4 separate regions of the Mus musculus genome follow, and regions 2, 3 and 4 are each linked to region 1. Evidence: chromatin contacts called from public ChIA-PET data. All regions are on one chromosome and are shown on one strand. The core of a region is the stretch at or near the end of the contact, and the rest is flanking DNA. Distances in the headings are between cores, read along the strand shown. Region 1 overlaps Itga2 (integrin alpha 2). Region 2 overlaps Itga2 (integrin alpha 2). Region 3 overlaps Itga1 (integrin alpha 1). Region 4 holds the start of Mocs2 (molybdenum cofactor synthesis 2).

Evidence for each region. ChIA-PET counts read pairs in DNA pulled down with a chosen protein or histone mark.
Region 2: an RNA polymerase II ChIA-PET map of effector CD8 T cells shows a contact between it and region 1, with 385 read pairs. The contact joins two enhancer-like sites. A contact is called at or near these places in 10 of 39 promoter capture datasets (the 3T3-L1 cell line, the HPC-7 cell line, HPC-7-derived erythroid cells and 6 more), 1 of 15 datasets of contacts at CTCF or cohesin (CD8 T cells), 10 of 484 Hi-C or Micro-C datasets (CD4 T cells, CD8 T cells, the HPC-7 cell line and 7 more), 4 of 115 datasets of contacts at active chromatin or transcription factors (the HPC-7 cell line, effector CD8 T cells, embryonic stem cells and 1 more) and 2 of 9 other capture datasets (adipose tissue and liver).
Region 3: a contact with region 1 is called in an RNA polymerase II ChIA-PET map of effector CD8 T cells, with 6 read pairs. The contact joins two enhancer-like sites. A contact is called at or near these places in 1 of 115 datasets of contacts at active chromatin or transcription factors (effector CD8 T cells) and 2 of 9 other capture datasets (adipose tissue and pancreatic islet).
Region 4: an RNA polymerase II ChIA-PET map of effector CD8 T cells shows a contact between it and region 1, with 87 read pairs. The contact joins the promoter of Mocs2 here to the enhancer-like site in region 1. A contact is called at or near these places in 9 of 39 promoter capture datasets (the 3T3-L1 cell line, the HPC-7 cell line, HPC-7-derived erythroid cells and 5 more), 4 of 115 datasets of contacts at active chromatin or transcription factors (CD8 T cells, the SCID.adh cell line, effector CD8 T cells and 1 more) and 3 of 9 other capture datasets (adipose tissue, liver and pancreatic islet).

What each region holds. Positions count from the first base shown.
Region 1 is chr13:114,913,911-114,917,240 of GRCm38.p6, reverse strand. The region is part of intron 1 of Itga2 (integrin alpha 2); the gene reads left to right. Among named protein-coding and RNA genes, the nearest start is that of Gm34845, 8.2 kb to the left of the region's middle. Within about 2 kb of position 2,075, at least 63 of the 459 cell types and tissues checked have an H3K27ac peak or open chromatin away from gene starts, as enhancers often do. A contact at or near this core is called in CD8 T cells, the HPC-7 cell line, Th2 cells and 4 more, where this site is marked.
Region 2 is chr13:114,844,043-114,847,283 of GRCm38.p6, reverse strand. Itga2 (integrin alpha 2) reads left to right here. Exons shown (of 30, transcript NM_008396.3): 26 at 1,347-1,451. Among named protein-coding and RNA genes, the nearest start is that of Mocs2, 27 kb to the right of the region's middle. Within about 2 kb of position 1,318, at least 51 of the 459 cell types and tissues checked have an H3K27ac peak or open chromatin away from gene starts, as enhancers often do. A contact at or near this core is called in CD8 T cells, the HPC-7 cell line, Th2 cells and 3 more, where this site is marked.
Region 3 is chr13:115,040,990-115,044,128 of GRCm38.p6, reverse strand. The region is part of intron 2 of Itga1 (integrin alpha 1); the gene reads left to right. Among named protein-coding and RNA genes, the nearest start is that of Pelo, 48 kb to the left of the region's middle. Within about 2 kb of position 1,293, at least 8 of the 459 cell types and tissues checked have an H3K27ac peak or open chromatin away from gene starts, as enhancers often do. A contact at or near this core is called in effector CD8 T cells, where this site is marked.
Region 4 is chr13:114,816,981-114,820,270 of GRCm38.p6, reverse strand. It overlaps Mocs2 (molybdenum cofactor synthesis 2), which reads right to left and starts at 2,034. Exons shown (of 6, transcript NM_001113374.1): 1 at 1,948-2,034. It overlaps Gm34790 (a long non-coding RNA gene), which reads left to right and starts at 2,047. Exons shown (of 3, transcript XR_382937.4): 1 at 2,047-2,337.

The sequences.
Region 1 (3,330 bases), core at 826-3,325:
GTCTTGGAAGTGTATTTTGTGAAAAAAAATGTATATATATATATATATATATATATATATATATATATATATATATTCAGGTCAAAGAACTTAGAGCTAGTGTCCTCTGATGTGGGCCCAAAAGAAATCTCAAAAGCTCATCTAGTTCACACACACACACACACACACACACACACACACACACGCACAGGAGTCCAACCTGCAATGTTCTCTATGTGTTTTCAAGATGCCTCTTGATTGCCCTCTGAAATTTTCCTTGAAAGTAAAACTTCTATTTTGGCACACACAGTCCCAACAGCTGTCACTCAAAGAGGATACATCACACTTTTGTGGCTTAGAAACCTTGAGCAGGGAGGGAAGAGATTCTGTTCGCCGCAGTGATTCACTATGGTGAACAGTCTATAGGTTGCACTGGTTTGCCATACTGTGCAGAGTCACCCAAAGCCAGGGTCCTATCAGCTTAACGATCATTTATTATCTCATAGTTCTTGGCTTGGGATTTTAAGGGGTGTCTTGACTGGAGATTCTGGCCATTTGCTGCTGTCAGAAGACAAGCAGCTTTCTCTTCCTGTGGGGCATCCATTTGTCTCTACGGCAAAGCACCTACTAAGTAACCTGCCTTTATGTGTGGTGACTTCTCTCAGAAACATACTGGGAAGGAAGTTGGGAGACATGGGTCGGTGGTGTGGAGAACATTCTGCTCACAGAGAGGGTCTGAATTCGGCTCCCAGCCACCACATAGGGTGACTCACAGGCTCATAACCAGATGTAACTCTGGAGACCCAATCCAAGGACACCAGATACCTCTGACCTCCAAGGACACCTTCACTGATGTGTATAAAGCTACACAGAGGCACACGTATCCACACAATTTAAAGTAATAGAGACTTTAAGAGATGCTGCGAGCAATTTGTGGCCTTCACTGCCTTTGACTTGGAAACCACACCACTGCCTCTATTCATCCAAGCAACGAGCAAGTGCCATTTCACACCAGGGGAAGGAGGATGAGACTCTGCCCCCCCCCCCCCATGAATGAGTATCAAAATATTTCACCGATGAAACGTAAACAACTTAACGTTGCTTACGAGACCTCACTCACTGTTTAGACTACAGTTCAGACACCAGCTTTGCTGGCATTTGGGGCCTGATGATTCTTCTAGGCTGGGGGTGGGGGTGGGGCTTGGGGTGGGAGTGGGGGGAATGAGAAGTGCAGGATACTGTGTAGTGTGCCTGGCCTCCACCCACTAGATAGAGCAGCCCCAGTGTGACAATCAAAAATATATCAGACGTTACCAAATGTCCCCCGAGGGGAAGCCACTGAAGAAGAGAAGCCTGCGGTGAGAGCATTTCCTGGTCATGGCCACACAGAACTGAGCTGTGAAGAGTAAGTTCCAGGCTGTCACTGTAGGTGGCTTTAGATCAATCACAAGCACATTGTCTTGTGTGTTGTTCATTCACAAGGAGGATTGAGTGTAATTTTTATAAAGGGGTGAATATTTTGTATATTGTGAATCCATAGCTGGGCATTCATTATTATTGTTGCTGTTATTCTTAATTTATTTATTGAATTATTTGTTCATTAGTTTTTATTATCATTCATTTACTTAGTAGGGGAACATTAAAATAATGGTAGGCTTATCATATTTCACTTGAGTGTCCAACACTGGGGAGCTGGAAGAGCGGAGGCAGTCTCTCCCTCTCATATGCTAAGATTATTGGATGTGACACTCTCCCGGTGCATTTTTCTTTCTTGATGAAAGCCAAGAACAGGTTATACTGCTACATTCATGAGCAGTTGAAGGAATAATTTCCCACTTGTAACTTGTATTCTTTTTGTGTGTGCATTGTACAAGCATTCCACATCTTAGTTGTCCATGCCCCATGCTCATCTCCAATAGACTGTAACTTAACTTGGTTGCGTTTGTGAGAAGAAAGTGTACTGTCTACCTGCCTTGTGACCCTTCTCATCCTGAAGACAATGCAACTGAAAACCGGACTTCCTGCCGTTGTGTGTGTGTAGATCTTATGTGACCTATGACCTTTACCGATGATAGCTATGTGTACTCTGGATAATGATTACCTGCACTTGGAATTGAAGTCTGTTTGCTCAATTCCATAGTAGGGTCTGCATCACCCACTTCCTGCCAGTGTGGCTTCCTGAGAAGGTTCACAGAATGACACTATTTTCCTGGGTTTTATGGTATTCTTCTTCTGTGTGTCAGCAAAATATCAGCCACATATCATCTGGCCACTCATGAGGCAGCAGTTCTAGAAAATTAAATGCAAATTAGTTCAGGATATGCTCTTCTGTCCTTGGGGGGAAGTGAGTGTGTCCAACCAAGGAGTATGGTTTGTGAAATTTCCCAAGAAGTGTGTGCTAGCCTCTGCGTGCGCAGTGATACCAAGAGTAAAAACAGTGAGAAACTGGCTTGCTTTCCTAGGTGTGTATCACACGTTAGGCACTTAGTTGAGAGTTCCTTGTGCATTATCTGATGTACAGGAGACTCACGTGTTGACCCAGTTTACAGTGAGAAAGCAGCAGCTGTCATAGGCTAAAAAGCTTGATCACAAGGCTGCTCAAACCCCACAGGCACAGCTCCTGGATCCCATAGTGTACCATCATCTTTGCTCCATTAGTGGATTTTATTTTTCACTTTAAAAAAATTAACTTTTACCTATGGCATAATTCTGCCATGCTACCACCATCAAATGTGAACAATCTTCTTTTGGGGGGGGTCTTCTGAAACTACATAAGAAGAAAAGTTAGATATGCTACAGCATATTCTTAACCTGCGGGTCACTACCGCTTTGGGGGTTGCATATCAGATAGTCTGCCCATCAGATATTTATGTCACAATTCATAACAGTAGCACAGCTATAGTTATGAAGTAGCAACAAAATAATTTTATGGTTGGGGGGGTCACAACACCATGATTATTAAAGGGTCACAGCTTTAGGAAGGTTGAGAACCACTGTTCCATAGAATTCTAAATAGAAAACAAACTTATGTATATTTGCATGGACATATGATATGAAGTTTATACTTCTAATGCATGCATTTCTAGATTTTATTTATACAGAATAGTACGCAGCACATACTCGTTAATGAATCTCTCTATCTATAAATCAGCTGAGCACCCTGCATGCCCAGCCCTTGTTTTGAACCAGCCAGAACGCTGAGTCATTTTTAATTAAAAAGGTCTTTCTTGTCCATCCACTATTATGTAAGCAATTTATTGTTTGGAGGAAAGGCAAAATAATTGGCTTTTTTTTTTCATTTAAAAATTACAACTGATTGAGGACTACTCTAAGTATTGGGCCATATGGCAG
Region 2 (3,241 bases), core at 69-2,568, 69 kb after region 1:
TCCATCCATCTATCTATCTATCTATCTATCTATCTATCTATCTATCTATCTATCTATCTATCTTTACTACAAATTTATCTAATGTCATACGAGCAAAGTATTAGTTCATTTTGCATCGCTACAATAAAATGCCCAAGGTTAGTCAAACTTTACAGATAAAGAGGTTTATTTAACCCCTAGTTCCTGAGATTCAGAGATAGCTGCCAGCATTATTTCATCTCTGGTGAGTGTCTCATGGTAGTTGGTATAAGAAAGAAAGAGGAAACGGAAGTTCATTGCCAAGTAGGAAACTGGAGAGAATTCTCCACCCCCCTTTTTAGGACATCCTTCCAGTTAATTAGCTGGTAGATGTTCTACTGGGACCCAACTCTTTTTTTTTTTCCTGTAGACCAGGCTGGCCTTGAACTCAGAAATCTGCCTGCCTCTGCCACCCAGCAACTCTTAAAGGTCTCATCCTCTCTCCACACTGCCACTTTAGGGACCACAGTTTTTCTTTTTATTCCTCTCTCATATATTATACCCCAATTGTAGTTTCTGTTCCCTACCTCCCCCCACTCTCCCCCTCCTGTCTCCCCTCTCCTTCAGACCCATGCCCTAAATCTCGCTCCGCCCCCCTCAGAAAATAACAGACCGCTCAACAACATCAACCAAACATAGCATAATGAGCTACAATAAGACCAGGCACATGCAATCACATCAAGGCTGGACAGGGCAATCCTGTAGGCAGAGAAGAGTCCCAGAAATAAAGTCAAGGACAGCCTCTGCTCTCACTATTAGAATTCCCATATCTACTCAGCTATAACATATATGCAGAGAACCTAGGTCAGACCCCTACAGGCTCTCTGATTCCTGCAACCGCCATGAGTCCCTGTCAGGTGGTTCTGTGGACCATATTCTTGTGATGTCCCTAACACCTCTGATTTCTCCAATCCTTCCTCTGCCTCCTCAGCAAGACTCCCAGAGTTCCTCAATGTTTGTCCATGGTTCTCTGCATCTGTTCCATCAACTGATGGATGAAGACTCTCTGGTCTCTTTGATGGTGATTTAGCTAGGCTCTGGGGGGATGGGGTAGGACTACTCTTTTAATGTGGTGAACTATGAAGTACAAACCACATTGAAATCATGACAGGTTGTGAGAAGCTGGCCTGCCTTATCAGGTCACATCAGCTCACTGCAACAGTTGAGCCTTTACTGAAAGAACAAAAGATTTGGCCACTGGGCCTCTGAGAAAGGAGCCTAAGGGCCCCACCCTGCACCCCACATGTCAGCAGGATTTCCTGGCAGGCTGAAAACACTGACAACTACCGCTTTGCTTTCCAATTCTGATGTGGTGTTCTTCTCTGTAGGCTGGCGACATCAGCTGCACAGCAGAAATAAATCCACTCAAGCTACCACACACCGCCCCTTCTGTATCTTTCAAGAATGAAAACTTCCGGCATACGAAAGAATTGGTGAGGAGAGAGCGATGTTACACCAAGCTTGCCTTTAGGGATCTGGTGTTTGTTGGAATCGTGACTCTTACTTTACCCCAGCAGCTGATACCCTAGGGCAGGGGTTCTCAACCTGTGGGTTGCAATCTATTTGGGCTCAAATGATCCTTTCATGGGGGTCGCCTAAGACCATCAGAAACATCAGGTATTTACATTATGATTCATAACAGTAAGAAAGTTACAGTTATGAGGTAATAACAAAAACTAATTTTAGAGTTGGGGGTTACCACAACATGAGAAACTGTATTAAAGGGTCACAGTATTAGGAAGGTTGAGAACCACTGCCCTAGAGAGAGTATTCTTCTGGCTTTAACGGCAAGTGTGAAGTAGGATACAGCAAATATGTTTTCAAGCTTAGGCCGGCAGTTTGCTGCAGCATCAACAGGACACATGCGGTTACTATGGAGGTGAAAGGGGGCCTAGAGAAGGTGGAGGGTGCACAGGGTCAGGGGATGGTGAGCAAAGCAGGATCAGCAGAACCAACGCCTGCTCCGCTAACCTTTAAAGCCGAGCTCTGTATGATGACTGACCCTGATCCCCATCTCTCTGCCTGCCCTCGGGGGAAGAGTTAGTGTAGCACCTAGCATGGTTCTTGGTACAGACTCAGTCACGGGGTAAGTGAGCAATAAACTCTAAGCAAGCTCTCTGCCATCCCTGCATGTGGAGTGTGTGTGTGTGTGTGTGTGTGTGTGTGTGTGTGTATGTGTGGTGAGAGAGAGAGAGAGAGAGAGAGAGGGAGGGAGGGAGAGAGGGAGGGAGAGAGAGAGAGAGAGAGAGAGAGAGAGAGAGAGAGAGGGAAGGAGAGAGAGGGAGGGAGAGAGAGAGGGAGAGAGAGGGAGGGAGAGAGAGAGAGAGGAAGAGAGAGATGTATGTGCATGCATGTGTGTCTGTGTGTCCATATGTGGCTGTATGGTACACAACAAGTATAAGGACTTGCTCGGCTGTGAATGATGCACAGGCTGGGGCACTACACGATTGCTCTCCATTGTGTTATCCTGAGACAAGGTCTCTTGCTGCACTGGATGCTCACCATTTTGCCCAGGCTAGATTGCCAGAGAGCTCTCAGGATCCACTTGTCCCTGCACTGTCTCCCCAGCACTGGACTACAGGCACACAAGCCATATGAGGCTTTTTATGTGGCTGCTGAGGACTTGAACTCTGGTCCTACTGCTTGCAAATGCTCTTACCCACTGTGCTAGCTTCCTGGCTCCCATGGACTCCTTTTAAAGAAGCTTTAGTTTGTAAATCAATTCATCATGAAATCATGTGGAATGTAGAAGACTTTCCTATATACCTCCTGTTGACACATATTCATGGATTCGTCCACCGTTGAAATCCATGATAGAGTAGTACATGTGTCACAAGTGTGACAAGTGACAGAGCTGCACTAACATGTGCTTGCCTGAAACCATTTTATACTGGGGCTCCAGTGTTCACACTATGGGGTTTGAAAACGTATAACAACCTGTTTTTGTTAATTATGGCACCGCATGGGGAGCTTAACGACCCTAAAAATCTGTTATGCTCTGTGTAGTCACATCTCCTTCTCTCCCCTAACACCTGATAACTACTGATTCGTTTACTAACATATCTTAATCTAAGAAATGCATATTAAGTTTAATAATTAAAGTATACTACCTGTTCTTTCTGTTCAATAATTTGCTTGCCTTTACATGTTAGCAACACACTGCCAATAACATGAGTTAGTTACTGTGTTTTGCCTGTATGGTCATAAATAGTAGAACGAACAG
Region 3 (3,139 bases), core at 44-2,543, 130 kb before region 1:
CAAATAAATATGGTCATGGTTACAGGAAACAGAGCGTCTAATGGGAATAGCACATTTTTCCTTAGCCCACTAAGCTTTTATTATAACTGGAACTTTTACATGGAGAAAATATATTTTCTCTAGCCTTCATGATTCTTGGCTTGATTAGCTGTTTCTGTGGAGATCAGTAAGGAGAGCCCCAACACATTTTATCTCTTCCCCTACAAACAATTCATTTCAAAATGTTGTATATAAAACCAAAATATATGTGGGGGCATGATAGTGTGCTCTTTGATTCCTGCACTCAGGAGGCAGGGGGCTGATGATCTCTGTGAATTTAGGCCAGCCTGGGCTACATAGTGAGCTTCAGGCTAGCCAGGACTTCAGAATGAGAATGTGTCACAAATGAAAGACAAAACGCCAAAAATGAAATGAATTAGTAGAGATGAGTGTGACAAGTTGACTTGAGTCAAGAGTTCTGTGACTCGGGTTTTCGTGCTGACCCCAGGAAAGATACTGCAGTGATAGTCTTCTCATTGACAGGAAACTAAGACAGTGAATGGCCACAGGGTTTGTACAGCAAGCATATGTCAAGACCAGGTTGGGACACAACACCCTCAGAGACTCAGCCCAGTTTCTCCTAAGAAGCAATCCCTAGAACCTACGGAATGCGTTGTGTGACCCAGAGTCCTAAATGAACATTCTAGAAGCAAAATACCCTCTAAAACAGAAAACAGAGCAAAAACGCCTTCACCGTCCAAGAATCTCAGTTTTTCATAAAACTACAATCAGATCCACTTATTTGTCAGTCATCCATTTTTCAGCTAAAAATTTTGATTAATATTTTAATTAAATAATCAATTAAACAAATCTGTATTAATGTATTAATAATTAACATGACAGGCTTTTAATTTATTAATTTTATTATAAATTAAGTAATATTTATTTATTCAGCTAAAATATTTATTAAATTCCCATTTTTTATAAATAAAACCATCACCCGCACTAAGTAAACAAAAATTGCTGATATTGGGGACCTGGAGGAGACACACCAAACAGATGATCAATTTTTAAAGGAGGTAAGCTATACTTTATGACAGAAAGGTGGTCAGTATCATGAGACAAAAGAACAATGTAGTCCAGACTGGGATAGCATGAATTCCAGGAACCCTCCACTCATACTTTTCTTGGATCTTGCTATTTTTAGGCACTTTGGGGGAAATGAAGCTTACTTAGGCTTAGAGTGGTGAGCTATGTGTGATTCAAGAAGAACACGCTGGCTGCCAGAGGAAATAGGCCCCCAAGAAAGTAAACAACCATTCTATGTGCTATATCCTGCTGGTGCATTCTCTACCACTGGTTGCAACCCCTAAACTTCCTGTCTGGGTCTTCTACCGTTTTCTAAACTGACACTTTGGTTGCCATTTTTTCTCAGTATTCACAGTAAACCTTGGCTATAAATGCTATATCTTCAGGTTCCAGTTCCTTATGTTTGCTGGTTAGTTTCTCTTGTGCTAGGGGCGAAACATCATCTTGACCCCTGCCCCTGTGATCTGGTAGCTTTATTCAGTTGTTTGCCAGCACTCATTCCTCCCATCATTTGACCTTTTGGTCTTCATTCTCCTGCCTCCACACATTCTCTGGGCTGTTCACAATCTCCATCTCCTTCCATCTTGTCATTCACAACCTCTTTGTTAAAAATATACCTTTCAGGACTCCATTTTCATCCATAGTGCAGATTTACCAGGCTAATACTATATTTTACTACTAGTGGGTTCACCCAAACACATTATATCTGTTCCATTGACATGATGGAATTTGGGGAACGGAAGAGATGTTGAATTTGCATAGCCCATCCATTATAGAAATGTACTTGACTCTGCAAAGTCAGCTATTTCTGAGTGGATTCTGTCACTTCAAGTCACTTTACAACTGCACTATTCTATTGCCTGTCCCTTAATTTCTCCAAAATGACTATAGATATTTTAAAAAGTAGGAAGAGGGGGATATGAGTCCTAAACTTAAAATTTCTTCCAGTTTTTATTATATAATTCTTTGTTTATTGAGATTATAATAACATTATTTTCCCCTACTTTTTCCTCCCCTATACGTCCCATGTATCAACCCTAGCATTGCCTTCTTTCAAATTCATATCCTCTTTTTTCTTTCTTTCTTTCTTTCTTTCTTTCTTTCTTTCTTTCTTTCTTTCTTTCTTTCTTTCTTTCTTTCTTTCTTTCTAGACTGTGCTTGTGTGTGTGTGTGTGTGTGTGTGTGTGTGTGTGTGTAATTTGCCCCCTCCCAGTGCTACTAATTAGTATTGGATAACCATTTGGTGTGTTCTTCCCTGGAGGAGAAGACACTTTCTCTTGTTCTCAGCATCCCTTTATTGCCTGTAGGTTTTTTTATCGGCTTGGGGCCTCATGAGCTTTACCCTTCCACACTAGCATGTTTGTTGTTGTTGTTGTCTTTGTTCAACTCCTGTTTAGGCAACCAGACCCAATCTCACAGCAAACTTCTTGCTCCTTTGGGGGGTCTTACCCACAGATCAAAGAAACATCTCTTTGCAACAGAGACAGTTACAGAACACTACAACTACTCAAAACACCAAGTTCTGAAGCCCAGTCCCAACTGATGTGTCTACAACACAATTCCTGCACCCACATCTTAGGGATCACTCTGCAAGAGGATGAAGCAAGATTGTAAGAGCCAGAGGAACAGGAAATTTGTTTCCTGTTTTCTTCTATTGTTGCTGCATAACCAATAACCTCGATACTGACATAGTCACTGCTTCTTGTAATTTTTCAAGATTCTGAGGGTTATATTTTCCTCCTGTCCCCTGAGTTTATTCGTTTAGCTTTAGTATTTTGGCTTCTCAATCACATGGTCCAGGGTGGCTTAACTCGTATAAGTCATGTCCTGTGAACAGTGTCAGTAAAATCATGGTGTCACAGATAGCAGAGAAGGAAATAGGTTCAGAATATCAGGTGAGATTGGAAGCTGAGTCTGCAGCCAATTTATTTCAAGGAGCTCAGCTAAAATCAAGGGCATGAGGCTGGGCTAATAAGTTTGAATGTATCTTTTCAACAAAGTTTGAAGAAAATGAAATGTACCCTGGAGTCAACCTTATGTGTAATGAGTGTGAGGCAGAATGCAGAAAAAC
Region 4 (3,290 bases), core at 785-3,284, 97 kb after region 1:
CTTTTTAATACAGTTCCTCACATCGTGGTGACCCCCAGCCACACAATTACTTCATTGCTACTTCATAACTGTCATTTTTGCCGCCGTTATGAATCGTAATGAAAATATCTGATATGCTATCTAATAGGTGACCCTTGTGTAAAGGTCATTCGACCCCTTGGGGGGGGGGTCGCCACCGACAGGTTGGGAGCTACTGGTATAGCACCTTCCGCACAGAGCAGAGCTCTGGGGGAAACCTCTCTCCGCAGGCTGAAGCAGCACCACTCGTGTTCCTGGGACAGTGTCCAGCCATTCTATAGCTCATCCCGACAGGGCTTCAGGGAAAAATAATAAGTTTCATTTCAGATTTTCAGGGGCCAGTGAGAAATTTTCAAATATTATAAAACCCAAGCTCAGAAGCATGTAGGGTCTGTTATACTTCATTTTTCTTTCAATCTCAGAAACTTTTGAGTATTTTAAAAGAGAGAAAAGGACAGAAAGGTTTATAATGTATCTTTTTAACAGCATCTTTCAATTTTTCATCTTAGGCTATAAAAGGCAGAACTTGCATTTTTCTGTCTTAGAAATTAGAAAAATGATTGTAAATTACATAAACATATCTAGGGGGCATCCACTTGACTGCTTTTCTAGTAAATTATCTATGGTGTTCCTTGTGGTACTTGGATGTTTCTAAATACCAGAGTTTTAAATTTTCAAGAATTTTAAAAGAACTAGTACTCTTGTGTGAGAACACACATACGCACACTCACACGTAATTTACACATTTTAGAAACCTTTACATGTTCATCATATGCACTCTATAACGTTAGCTACCCAGGATGGAGACTCTCTAGCTCCTTCCACAGCTCTGACGCTTTGATTTCCTGTGGCACAGAAATGGTCTCCGAGCGAACTCCGGCTATTTCAGCACTTTTTGCAAAATACAACACGTCAATCTGAAAGGAGAGAGGATAGTCTAAATAACCCGCACCAAGAAGGCTCCTCGCTCCCCAAATGCAATGGCTCACAAAACTTCAGTATTGGCCTGGTGGTGGTGACACATGTCTTTAAACCCAGAACTGGGGAGGCAGAAGCAGTCAGATCTATGTGAGTTCAAGACAAGCCTGGTCTACCAGAGTGTAGTTCTGGAGAGCCAGGACTACACAGAGAAACCCTGTCTCGAAAAACATAAACAAACAAACAAAACACTTCCATATATCTATAGATTCATATTTGAGACAAACGCTTTAAAATCACTTCTGATTTCTGCCTACTGTTCAGACCTCTCACAATCTCAAGCTTGTGTGGCAGCATTAAAATCCTACTAAATTTCCTTAGAAAACATGCTAAGTCTGACTTGACACGGAATCGATTCTTCCATCAGCCGCGAAGCAGAGACAGAGGTCTGAGTCAGGGGGTGGATTACACAAGTAAATTAAATAACCCAGTCAGCAAAGGCCTAGCTTTCATTTCACAGTGGTCAAATGACCTTTGATTCCGTCCTACATTACGATTGAGTTACAAAACACAGAACATTTGACATGCAGCAAAGCAAATGGGCTTGAATTACAGGATCAACTGGTAGTTTCTAGGCCAAACCCGTGTAATCAGCCTGGGAACTAAGGGACCTGACTGTGCACAAGGTCTCACCTGTCACTCAGTACAACTCGGTCTCTCCACAATAATCACGGCTGCTGCAAACTATCCTGAGCCTGTCAATCATTGGGTGATGCGCATTTCCTCACAATAATTCCTAACTAGGAGCGTTTTAATTTTAAAAAGTGTCAAAATAAATCATCCGGAATGGTAGGGAAAAAAACCGTCTAGGTAATCGGTCGTGAAGGCCATGACCTGGACACCAGAGTTCGGGGACAGAACTTGACATTCAGCGAGCAGCAGGCGCAAGACCCGGAACCCGGGAGGAGTTAGAGAGGAAGGGGCGCCCCAGCCGCGCGAACCAACTCTTACCTGGCACCTAGGAACCATCCCGCTACACACCGCGAAGCCAGTTCTCCAACCCCTAGAGGCGCCGGTGACTCAGAGCGCATGCGCAGCCGGATGCTCCACCTTCTGGGTGGTGCTCAACCCCGGGCGTGTGGACACTGCGCCTGCGTACACTTCGCTCCGCCCCGCCACGCCTCCTGCACCCACAAAAGTTTACTCTGCTTTTGGATCCCAGTGCTGCGACCTCTTGTGTGACCCGGCAGGGTGGCCTTCCCCAGGCTAACCTATGCGGCCCCTCCATCCAGTGTGGGATCCGGGTTCTTATTCGCAGCGTGGAGACGGTATCTGACTGTCACTTCAGTGTTTTAGGCGCTCAGGAGTTTCTGAGCCAGCGACCCCATCCAGACTTCCTAGGTACACATCTCTGCCTTAGTTGTCGCGTGGGTACGTGGATTTAAGTGGCCCTCGCTGGGCGCTCAGTCCGGGTTAACCGTAACTGTGTTCCAACTGTAATCTTAGTAAAAACCTTACCTTTCAGTTGAGAGTGGCGGGGGGCGTGGCTGGGTCACCTGCTGTAGGAAGTCTCACCGAGGAGATTCTTGTGCCAAATACATTTGCCAAAATAGTAACAAATACGGAAGGAAAGGACATTTCACGTTCTGTGTCAAGCTATGGGAACGTAAAAATTGGGTAATAAATTTCCAGAAGGAAAATAGTTGGCAAGATGGGTGTACTCAGTTCAAGGAAGAAATAGAAATGCAGAAGGGGAAGGGTGGGCAGAGGGGAGTAATAAGCCCGATTATGATTTGCATCAACATTTATTTTGATAAGGTTGCTAAACATTAAGGTTAAATATTTATGTCCACATGCTGTTAGGTAAACGAGGAAACTGACAGTCACTCTGGGCTCCTGGGTCGTTTCCAGTGACAGCAATGAGCAATATCTTCAATAGGCTAAGAAACAATGCATAGTTCAATGTGGTTTTGCAAACAAACTGGTGCATATAAAGGCTAGAGCCTATCATTCCTGCTTGGGGGCGGAGAGGGCAGGTGGGACCTCAAAAATTGCCTAAGAGCTCTTCCTAAAAACTTCCTTTGGTGGACTCAGAGATGAGACAGGGTTAAGCCTGTGCTAGGCTGCTCTGCCAGAGGACGCAGGTTCAATTCCCAGCATCCACATAGGCGGTGCTCAGACACTCATACAGGCAAAACACCCACACACATAAGAAATAAAATCTTAACAAGGACAAAGACAAAGCTCAATAATGTTTTACTCTATTCAAATATTAAAAATCCAATTATGAGACCATGACATCAGGATAATGCCATTCATTTTGAAAATATCCTCTTTATTCTACAAGATTCTTA